Linked DNA regions of Anser cygnoides: region 2 is linked to region 1. The links are chromatin contacts, called in public Hi-C maps. All regions are on one chromosome and are shown on one strand. Each heading gives the region's core, a stretch centred on a gene start, on an enhancer-like site or on the middle of the called end of the contact. The rest is flanking DNA. Distances are from core to core; before and after follow the strand shown. Region 1 holds the start of CIDEA (cell death inducing DFFA like effector a). Region 2 holds the start of CEP76 (centrosomal protein 76).

Evidence for each region. A called contact is a pair of places that touch in the nucleus more often than the background predicts.
Region 2: a Hi-C map of liver shows a contact between it and region 1, with 1.7 times the contacts expected there. The contact joins the promoter of CEP76 here to the promoter of CIDEA in region 1. A contact is called at or near these places in 3 of 7 Hi-C or Micro-C datasets (granulosa cells and liver).

What each region holds. Positions count from the first base shown.
Region 1 is chr2:107,984,696-107,989,393 of Taihu_goose_T2T_genome, reverse strand. CIDEA (cell death inducing DFFA like effector a) reads left to right here and starts at 2,674. Exons shown (of 5, transcript XM_048077117.2): 1 at 2,674-2,824. The coding sequence starts at 2,787. It overlaps LOC106034993 (a long non-coding RNA gene), which reads right to left and starts at 1,700. Exons shown (of 8, transcript XR_010828947.1): 1 at 1,365-1,700.
Region 2 is chr2:107,751,744-107,756,441 of Taihu_goose_T2T_genome, reverse strand. It overlaps CEP76 (centrosomal protein 76), which reads right to left and starts at 2,777. Exons shown (of 12, transcript XM_013179503.3): 1 at 2,629-2,777; 2 at 2,016-2,171; 3 at 1,265-1,346; 4 at 634-858. The coding sequence starts at 2,706. It overlaps PSMG2 (proteasome assembly chaperone 2), which reads left to right and starts at 2,771. Exons shown (of 9, transcript XR_010828941.1): 1 at 2,771-2,910; 2 at 4,445-4,616.

The DNA of each region.
Region 1 (4,698 bases), core at 1,425-3,924:
AACTCCACCTCTAGTGTTCACTGCCTTTCATATCCGACACGTACTTTGCCCCCTGCATGATTAATGTTTTCAGTGAAGGCTGAAGCAAAACGTTGCTGAGTATTTTGGCCTCCTCAAGACTACTTCAAGTGCATCATGCTGCCTGTTACATATGCCACGTTTTCCTCTTATAGCTATTGTTCCTACACTGAATGTTATCTTGTCATATCTGCTTTTAATGAGATCTCATTTTTTTGCCTTGGCCTGCCTGAGCCAAAGCTCATACTACTGCTTTATACTCTTCCTTAGGAGGATCTAGTTTCCACTTTCTATTTGATTCCTTGTTAAGTTACAGTTCACAAGTTAACCAGCTTGGTTCCCTTCCCTTCCCTTCCCTTCCCTTCCCTTCCCTTCCCTTCCCTTCCCTTCCCTTCCCTTCCCTTCCCTTCCCTTCCCTTCCCTTCCCTTCCCTTCCCTTCCCTTCCCTTCCCTTCCCTTCCCTTCCCTTCCCTTCCCTTCCCTTCCCTTCCCTTCCCCCCTTCCCTTCCCATCCCCCTTCCCTTCCCTTCCCTTCCCTTCCCTTCCCTTCCCTTCCCTTCCCTTCCCTTCCCTTCCCTTCCCTTCCCTTCCCCTTTTCCTCCACGACAATACAGAACAACATAATCGCAGAATGGCTTGGGTTGGAAGGGACCTTAAAGATCACCCGATTCCAACCCCCCTGCCATGGGCAGGGACACCTCCCACCAGACCAGGCTGCCCAAAGCCCCATCCAGCCTGGCCTTGAGCACTTCCAGGGATGGGGCATCCACAGCTTCTCTGGGCAGCCTGTGCCAGGGCCTCACCACCCTCTGAGCGAAGAATTTATTCATGATATCTAATCTATATTGATCTATATTTATCCCATTAATGATAATTCTTTAAGAAAATGGCAATTTCTTCAACCTGAGACTTATCCCACATGGTCCTCTCCCACAGCCCTTGGAGATAACTTAAGTCTGCTTTGCTGACATCTGTGTTGCCTCTCTTCTGCTCTTCCCCCTAAGACCCATGAACTCACAAGGAAGAGTGGCAGTCTGAAACCATACGGAAATTACAGTAACTCTAAGGATTTTTCTGTACAGGCCAGGGCACAAAATGTCTGGAGCAGGAGATTCCCCTGTTGCGAAAGCATAGCTCCCCTGCAGAGGTCTCTACACAGTGGTAGAAGAGACAGACCACCTTACAAAACGTCTCTTTCGACTCTCTTTTCTCCCTGCACAACAGGAAAAGCTGCAGTATGTACACATTTCTTGACAGTAGAGAAACGCTCGATGAGAATTCATTATAAACGCCCATTTTGCTTAAATAACCTCAGTTGTGCCCACAATCAACCATAAGATACAGACCCAGGGGAAAACAGACTGCTTTGAGTCCAATGCCCAGAGAAATATCTACAGTTGCCCATTTCCCATTCTCCTTGACTTACTGCCAGGGGCATATCACAGAACTGTAACAAAACTACATGTCGTAGTAGTAGTTTGGAGTAGAGATCTTCAGAGGTCCCTTCTAACCTGTGGTAGGGGATAGAAAAAGAAGGGGTTAACTTTTGAGAAGGGGGGGCCCTCACACCTGCAAGCCCTAAGGAGCCTGAGGAAGAAGAGATAAGAGCCCGAGCTCAGGTTCACATAGGGAAGCCTGTTGGTCTAAGCTTTGCTGTGGGGAAGTGGGATTGCTTCTTTTACCGGGTGGGGGGACACAATGCAATTTGTCCCAGATTAAAAGGTTTATTTTTTTTTTACTGCCGATAAGGGCCCCAAAGCTGAGGCTTGAGGACGTTTATGCAGGGTCTGGCTGAGTGCTGTTGAAGCCTGGAAAGCAAAGAAAGAAGGTGGGTGGCTCCTGTGCGCTGAACAAGCCGGACCAGAAAAACAGTCCCATCCATGGGGTCACCCTGGGTGAGGTCCGGGCCCTGTCACCAAGGGTGTCCCTGCGGAGCCTTCCGGATCGAGCCTCCTGCCACCGGGCAGCGTCATGGAGCTCCCTCCTCACCGGCTGGCCCTAGGTCAGTGGGGCACGGAGCAGCCAGGCTCTGACTTGGTTTCTCTGTGATCATGGTTTTAGAGCTGTGAAAATGAACGTGTTGTTTCAGAGCTGAAATGTACCGTACCTGTGCCTGTGGGCAAGCGTGAAAAGGAAAAAAAATTACATGTTTATCTGCCCCATAAACAGAAATCACTGCTGCCCATGCCCTAGGAAGGCTAAATACCTCCAGTGAAGCTACTATATACATTAATCCAAGTTGTAAGCTTATTCCCAGGCTCTAAAATCAGAAGCTGAAGCACTTTAATCTGTTGATTTACTCTAATGCTTAGAGGCTTCAAATGGGATTGGCTCCTGCTGTTGCTATATTAGCTATAACTCAGATACACACGGAACAAGCAATCTTTCTCTTTCCTTCCCTGGGTAAACGACAAGAAAAAGAAAAAAAAACAACTAATCGGGAATAACAATAACGATAAATCTTCCCTCCGAGGTGCTTTGCCTGGCACCTGTCAGCACAACCCCGCCACCATCCGTCGTGACAGGGAGCAGCTTGGAGCCGGCCGGGTCTCGGGGCGGGGGAAGGGGGCCCAGGGGTGGGACGGACAGCACCCCAGGACAAGGACATGGCTGCTCCAGCAGCACACCCCCCGGGCATGCCTCCCCTCTCCCGGGGGCGGGCTGAGGGCCGCCCCGGGGGCAGGCCGGCCGGGGAGGCGGAGCGGCCCCGCTCCCCTTTAAGGGCGGTGGCGGCCGGCGCTGCCCGGCGGCTGGGGGGGGGACGGGCCATGGAGGCGGCGCGGGGCTACGTGGGCTCGGCGGTGCGGTGAGTGTCCCCGTGTCCTTTTAATTTATTTTTTTAAGAAGCCTGAGAAGCGGAGGTTCGCTCGGCGGGGGAGCTCGGCGCCGTCCCCGCTCGTCCCGGGGTCGGTGCTGGCGTTTGGGGTGTCTGCTCCGCTTCTGCGCCTCGCGGGCTGTGGTGTCTTTTCAGGCTGTGTTTATCGGGGAAGCCAGGTGGGACACACGGTCTCCCGGCTGATTTCTGACTTATTTCTGGTTTTGTTGTTACTGCCGTTGTCGTTTGTCAGTGAACTCTAACCTAAAAATCCAGCCGTGCCATATTCTGAAGCTCTTGTGTTGTGCAATGTTGGTTTTCCTGAGGCTGAGGACCATTGCACCACATTCTTAGACAAACATACAGGGCATATTGCAAACAAAGATAACGAGTGAAATTAGCGTACAGGGCTCAAGGCAGGTTTTTAATCCCTGGTTTCTCCTCCAAACCAAAGAGCTCAGCTGTCCCCCAGCCCTGGCACTACACCGAATGCTTGGGACAGTGTCCGCGAGTCTCTAAGTGGCTGGGGTTATACGGAGCAAGCTGGATGATGTGCTAGAGCTTGAAGATATTTGCTTCTTCAGTTATAAATGCTTTTCTGAGTTCTTGTGTTTTCCACTGACATAGGATCCCTCCTCTTGTAGGGAAGAGCGAAGATCTGCACTTCAGCACCATCCCTTTCCTCTGTACCGCTTGTCCCCTGACGCTTGATCTCCTTTTAGTAGGCAATTATTTTCAGTAACTCCAATCTAACAGGGAAATTCCCTGCAAAAAAAGAAGTGATATTTCTTTCTAAGAGTCCCAAACAAAGGCTGACACCTGTGAGTCTCTGGTCTGCATATGTGTGAGGGGAAACAAGCAAAACAGGCTTTAGGCAGTAGACCCAGAAATGGAAGGGTTCACTCTGTTTTCAGGCTTTTTTTTTTAACTATACTGGCTTTTGTTACCTAGTACTTAATATTGACTGGAACCTCACCCTGCTCTAGACGTACTGCTTCATGGGCAGACTTACTTGAAAGATTTTGACTGCTCTTATGGAAACATAAGTGGAATGGCATCGCTTGTTAAATACCTACCCGAGACTTGGACTGCTGTTAAGTGGCAGCCTGGTGGAGCTAATGAAAGTCCTGGTTTATTAATCTCTTTGTTTTTGACTTCTTTCCGCCAATAGAATTAGGCAACGGTATAAGATCGTGGTTGTTGAGCTCTGAAGAAAATTTTTCTTAGACCTACAAAAACGGGCTTATGGAGTTGGCTCTGCTAATGCCCGAGATGAACCCTTGCTCTTAAAAGATCTTGAGTCCTGCCTGTGAGCTGTGTCCCTAATACTCTTCCTGCTGCATCGGGATGTGTGGCTTGGCTTTTTTCCTTACGCTTTGTCTCTTTATGAATAGCAACTGGGCTTAAGTAATGGGAAAGAACAGGACTGGTATCTTCTGTCATCACAAAAGAAATCTCGGCAGTATTGTCATGTATACCACTCAAGGAAATATTCTACATGATAGTTTTCAAACATGTGGGGGGGGAATGGGTTGTGCTAGCTCTGGAAGTGTTCTCTCATGAATCCTAAATGCTGCACTTGCTAACAACCAGGTGCCCAGCAAAGTGGGGTCACCAGCGCTGAGATAAATGCACGGGCTTCATACCTGAGGAGGAGACTGGAGTGATTCAGAATGGGAGCTGCCTGCAGACTGGCAGGGTGATTGGGGCACTGCTTAGTCAGTGCGGAGATTAACACACACACACACACCCTGTCCTAGCACACTTTCCGTCTATGGAGGGGAAGTTAGTGTCTTCCTCCGTGCTATTTGTCATCTTGTCCTCCTCCCTGGTTGTGATCCTTCTCCAGGAGGAAAATGCGTATA
Region 2 (4,698 bases), core at 1,528-4,027, 230 kb after region 1:
TTCCCTATTTATTCCAGAAGTCTTCCCTTAACATTTAACTCCCACCATGTTCCCTGGCTACCAACAGCACAGGTAAAGCAGGCTGCAGATGACTGCCTATTGTGCAGATGTCTGCCGCCTGGTAGGCGAACTGAATGTACAATAAAGTTTTTCCTTCCATATGGTGACAAATTTACATCTCTCTTCACAGAAGGGTTGATGGTGGAAGGGACCTCTGGAGGTCATCTGGTCCAACTCCTCTGCTGAAGCAGGGCCACCTAAAGCAGGTTGCCCAGGACCACGTCCAGGAGGCTTCTGAAGTACCTCCAGGGAGATGCTGCCCCCTTCTTCACTTGTCAGCACAAAGCTTGTGAAAATCACAGCCATTTTAGCATCTCTTACCATCCTTAAGATTACTATCTCACTGTCAATTCTGGATAAAGTGACTTTTAAATGAGACCAACTTTAGAGTGGAAAAGTAGTAAGAATAGAGAAAGATCTAGAAGTGGCAAAACCTAATACAGTTATCAATTTCCCTAGGAAAACATGATTAAGAAATAGGGAAAAAAACACCAAATAATATCAAATATAATTCAGAATAACTATAAAGCCAGGGAAAGGAAAAAAAAAAACACCACAGTATCAGGTCCTTACCTAGGCTATCCTTGTGTACTTCAAGTAAAAAGCCATCATTAAAGTCTGGCTCACAGGCGCAGGGAACGGGTTTAGAACGGAAGCGCTGATTTCGGAAATGTAAACACAGAGTGAAAGTAGAACAGATTTGGCCAGGCAGAGGATCTGGTTCCTGAAGATGTTCCAGAAAAGCTTTCCCACCCAGAACCTGAAGGTAAAGATACCTTCGTGTTGGGTCAATGTTAGCTGTAAAGCGTAGCAACAAAAATAAAGAGACTACAAAAACAGGCCTTAGGAAGCATGTTAAATATCAGCTACCTAACAGGAGAATAGAAATGTGAAATTTTTTCACAAGTCCTTAGAAGAAAGTGATTTTAAAATACACAGAACCTATCTTAATGCAAAATAAGTGAAACTCTTACAAGTCAAGCTTTAAGTGACACTAATATCTGCAGCTTACGCGAACCAATATCTTTTAGATAAGCAGGAAAGACATTTATTTCTCCACAGTTTGCAGGGTTTAAATGAATCCAGTCCATATTGGATTACTAATTCCAAATTCAGTAATCATACACTTCAAATTTCTTTCTAGACTATGATCTATGATCCAAAAAAACCACAACAAAAAACAAAGAATAAACAAGTAACATACTTTTTTTCAGAACTGGTGGTTCTCTAGCAACAAAATGTGTTGATGGTTTTGAAGCAGAAGTCCTCTCCTTTTCATTCATATCCTGGAACCACAATTAAGACACTTTTAAGGTGTCAAGTAAGGCAACAGCACTCTTCCCAGTCTTCTAAAATTTAAAGAATCCTCTACTTCAAATGAACATCATTCCTTGTGTATGCTCCCTTCTAGTACGTGAGACTTAAAACTGAACAAATACTTTCAATATAGTATCATCATTACATCTACTTTAGTACACACATTATGCTGCTCTGCTCTCAAAACATCACAAACCACTAAATCCTTAGGAAGCTTTAGAAATGAATTCCAGCATCTAAAGGGGGCCTACAGGAAAGATGGAGGGAGTCTTTGTCAAGGAGCATAGGGATTGGACAAAGGTGAACAGCTTTAAGCTAAGAGAGATCTAGATAAGACATTTGGAATAAATTATTCACTCAGAGGACGCTGAGACCCTGGCACAGGCTGCCCAGAGAAGCTGTGGATGCCCCATCCCTGGAGGTGCTCAAGGCCAGGCTGGATGGGGCTTTGGGCAGCCTGCTCTGGTGGGAGGTGTCCCTGCCCATGGCAGGGGGGCTGGAATCTGGTGATCTTTAATGTTCCTTCCTACGCAAACCATTCTGTGATTCTATGATTCTAGTGAGTTATAACTTTGTCAACACACCACATCAGTGAGAAGAATAAGCAAAAATTTTATCCCTCCTCAACAGCTACTTACAGTTACAAATTTAAGTTCCTTCATAACATCATCAACAATTCCTCGTTGCCTTAAGGCTTTTATCAGATCTTCTGTGGACAACTGTTGATGCTCAGGTGCTAGCTCCTCACGTATAGTCTCAGCAAGAACTTCTCTGATCCTGCCATGGACATCCATCTGAAAGAAAATTCATGATATGCTACAACTGTAAGCCCTTTATAGCAGTTATGACTAAAGAGGCACTCTACAAGAGTGCAGGAACGTGGAAATGACTACTCCAAGAAGATTACTCCTTTTTACACACAGTTAAAAGTCTTTTAATTTAGCAGGAACTAGTCAGAGAAGTCACACACTCTCAGCGAAGCAGCTCTATGAAGTAAAAAAAAATCAAGAGCCTACCAAACCTGAGCAGGTTTGCTGCCTTTGACAGCTTCCTTAAGCATCCCTACTCGGAAAGAGCTCTGTAAACCTATTAATTAGGTCTGTAAACCTGTTAATTACAAGATGCCCGCTGTTCGCCTCTCCCAAAATTCAACACTGCGGATAATCGGGTCTTAAATTTTTAAGGGTAAAAGTGCAGCAGTATATATGCTGGAAGGGAAGGCACAGGGGCAAGACCTCTTCTCGCACGCACCTTGACGAGCTGCCGCTGGATGAGCTCCCGCAGCTCCGAGGCTCGCTCGGGGGGCAGCGACATGGCGGCGGCCGCCATGACGGGAGGGGGGCGGGGGGGGGTGAAGCCGCGCGCCAGGCCCCGCCCCCAGCCGCCCGCCAACGGTCGCGGCGCGAGGCGGGCCGTTAGCGGCCGTTACCGCCCCGCTGAGGCGGCTCGGCGCGGCTCCCTCAGCGCCCGGCCGGCATGTTCGTCCCGTGCGAGGGCGGCGGCCCCGACCTCCAGGGCTTCACGCTGCTCATGGTAAGCGCCGCCGCTGCTGCTGCTGCTGCTGCTGCTGCCCCCCCCCCGTGAGGCTCCCCCCCGGGCGCCGCTGAGGGGAACCGGCCGCGGCCCTCGGCACAGCTCCCCCCGGCACGGCTCCCCCCGGCAGGGCTCCGCGCGTTGCCTTCCGGTTCCGTCGATTCCTCCCCTCCTCAGCCTCCCCCGGGTTTTGTTCCTGACGGCCTCGGCGGTGCTTGCTGGGCTATAGTTACGTGCTCTCCCTCCCAGGTTAAAATGGCACGTGTAGTTTCGCAATATTGGCAGGACCTGTGGGGTCGGCACTGGAATAAAAAAAAATGTTTTTTTTTTTTTCATTTAGTTGCTGTATTTACATTTTATGTGGAAAAAAAATCCTCATTTGTTCTGTATTTAAACTCAGATTATGAAAGAATCATATTTTTTCAGGATTAAGAAAGTATTTTAATCATTTTCAAACCTGCTATGAAATCAACTGACGATGATCAGCCTGAGGCTACTTTGTTTATTTTGGGATAAGAGTTCCTGTCAGGCTGTGAAGCCCTAAGCCATTATTTTTCCTACTCGTAAGTTCCTTTACTGTATTATTTACAAGCAACTTCACCACTGTTCATCTCGAGAGCTACGCAGCCCCTCGTGACTTGATGAGTTGGGCTCGATGATCCTTGTGGGTCCCTTCCAACTCGGGGTATTCTGTGATTCCATGCTTCTGTGACTCTGCGAACTCATAGGCGGTGCGTGCAGGAAATCGCTCCCGATCAGCTGACAAGTCAGAGGAAATAGGTCACTGCCGTGTTCTTCAGCGAGGGGTACCACGCTGTCCAGTCGCAGCCAGCTTGGAGTGACAGTCTCTAAGTGCCAGTAAGGCCGCTTTCGCTGTGAGCTTGTCAGGATCGAGTTCGTTGTGTTCCCACATGGGGTGGCACTTCGGGCGTTAGCAAAATCATAGGCACGGGCTTGCTTAGAAGTCACAGGGAAGCAACTGAAAATGCTAACGTCAGACACAAATGCTTGAAATTCTCTTACTGTGCTGTTAGATTAGGTCAGCGTCTGCCCTAATCACCTTTTCTATCACCTTTTGGTGATAACCCATGGCAATTCCAACGAAACGAATACCAAGATGACATCCATCCTTAAAAGAAAATGGAAAACGCTTTGTGTATATTGCTCAAACTGACGCTTACAGTCTTATGTGTAATATCAACATTGCCATTAGGTGTCACTTGAGGCCATCCGATCTCTGCATTCATTTTTAGAGTGACTTTTACCTACTCTGTACCCAAAAAGAGGGAGGGAGGAGACGAGTTTCCAAGCCTTGGTTTAAGTTTACATCAAGATACCATTAGTCACAAAAGTGGCCAGTGGGTTTCTGTGGGACAGGGACCAACCTAAGAAATAGTCATCTTTGTTAGAAGATGAGCTGCGACTTTAAGTCTATGTTTAACCAGAATTATTGTAACTTGAACCTTTGCTATTTGAAGGGTGTATTGTTTCATCTGTAAAACACACTGTATTTCGGTAACTTCTGTTACTTCAGCCAGCAGTGTCAGTGGGAAATGTTGGTCAACTGGCAATAGATCTGGTGATTTCCACGCTTCGCATGACTAAAATTGGTTACTTCTACACGGACTGCCTGGTGCCAATGGTTGGGAATAATCCGTATGCAACATCAAATGAAAATTCGGTGGAGCTGAGTATAAATGCTGAAGGTGTGTATTGGACGCTGGTGATATTTGCAAGATGCATACAGTGCAAGAAGGTTACGTTTACTTGTGTTGCTACACTTTGCTT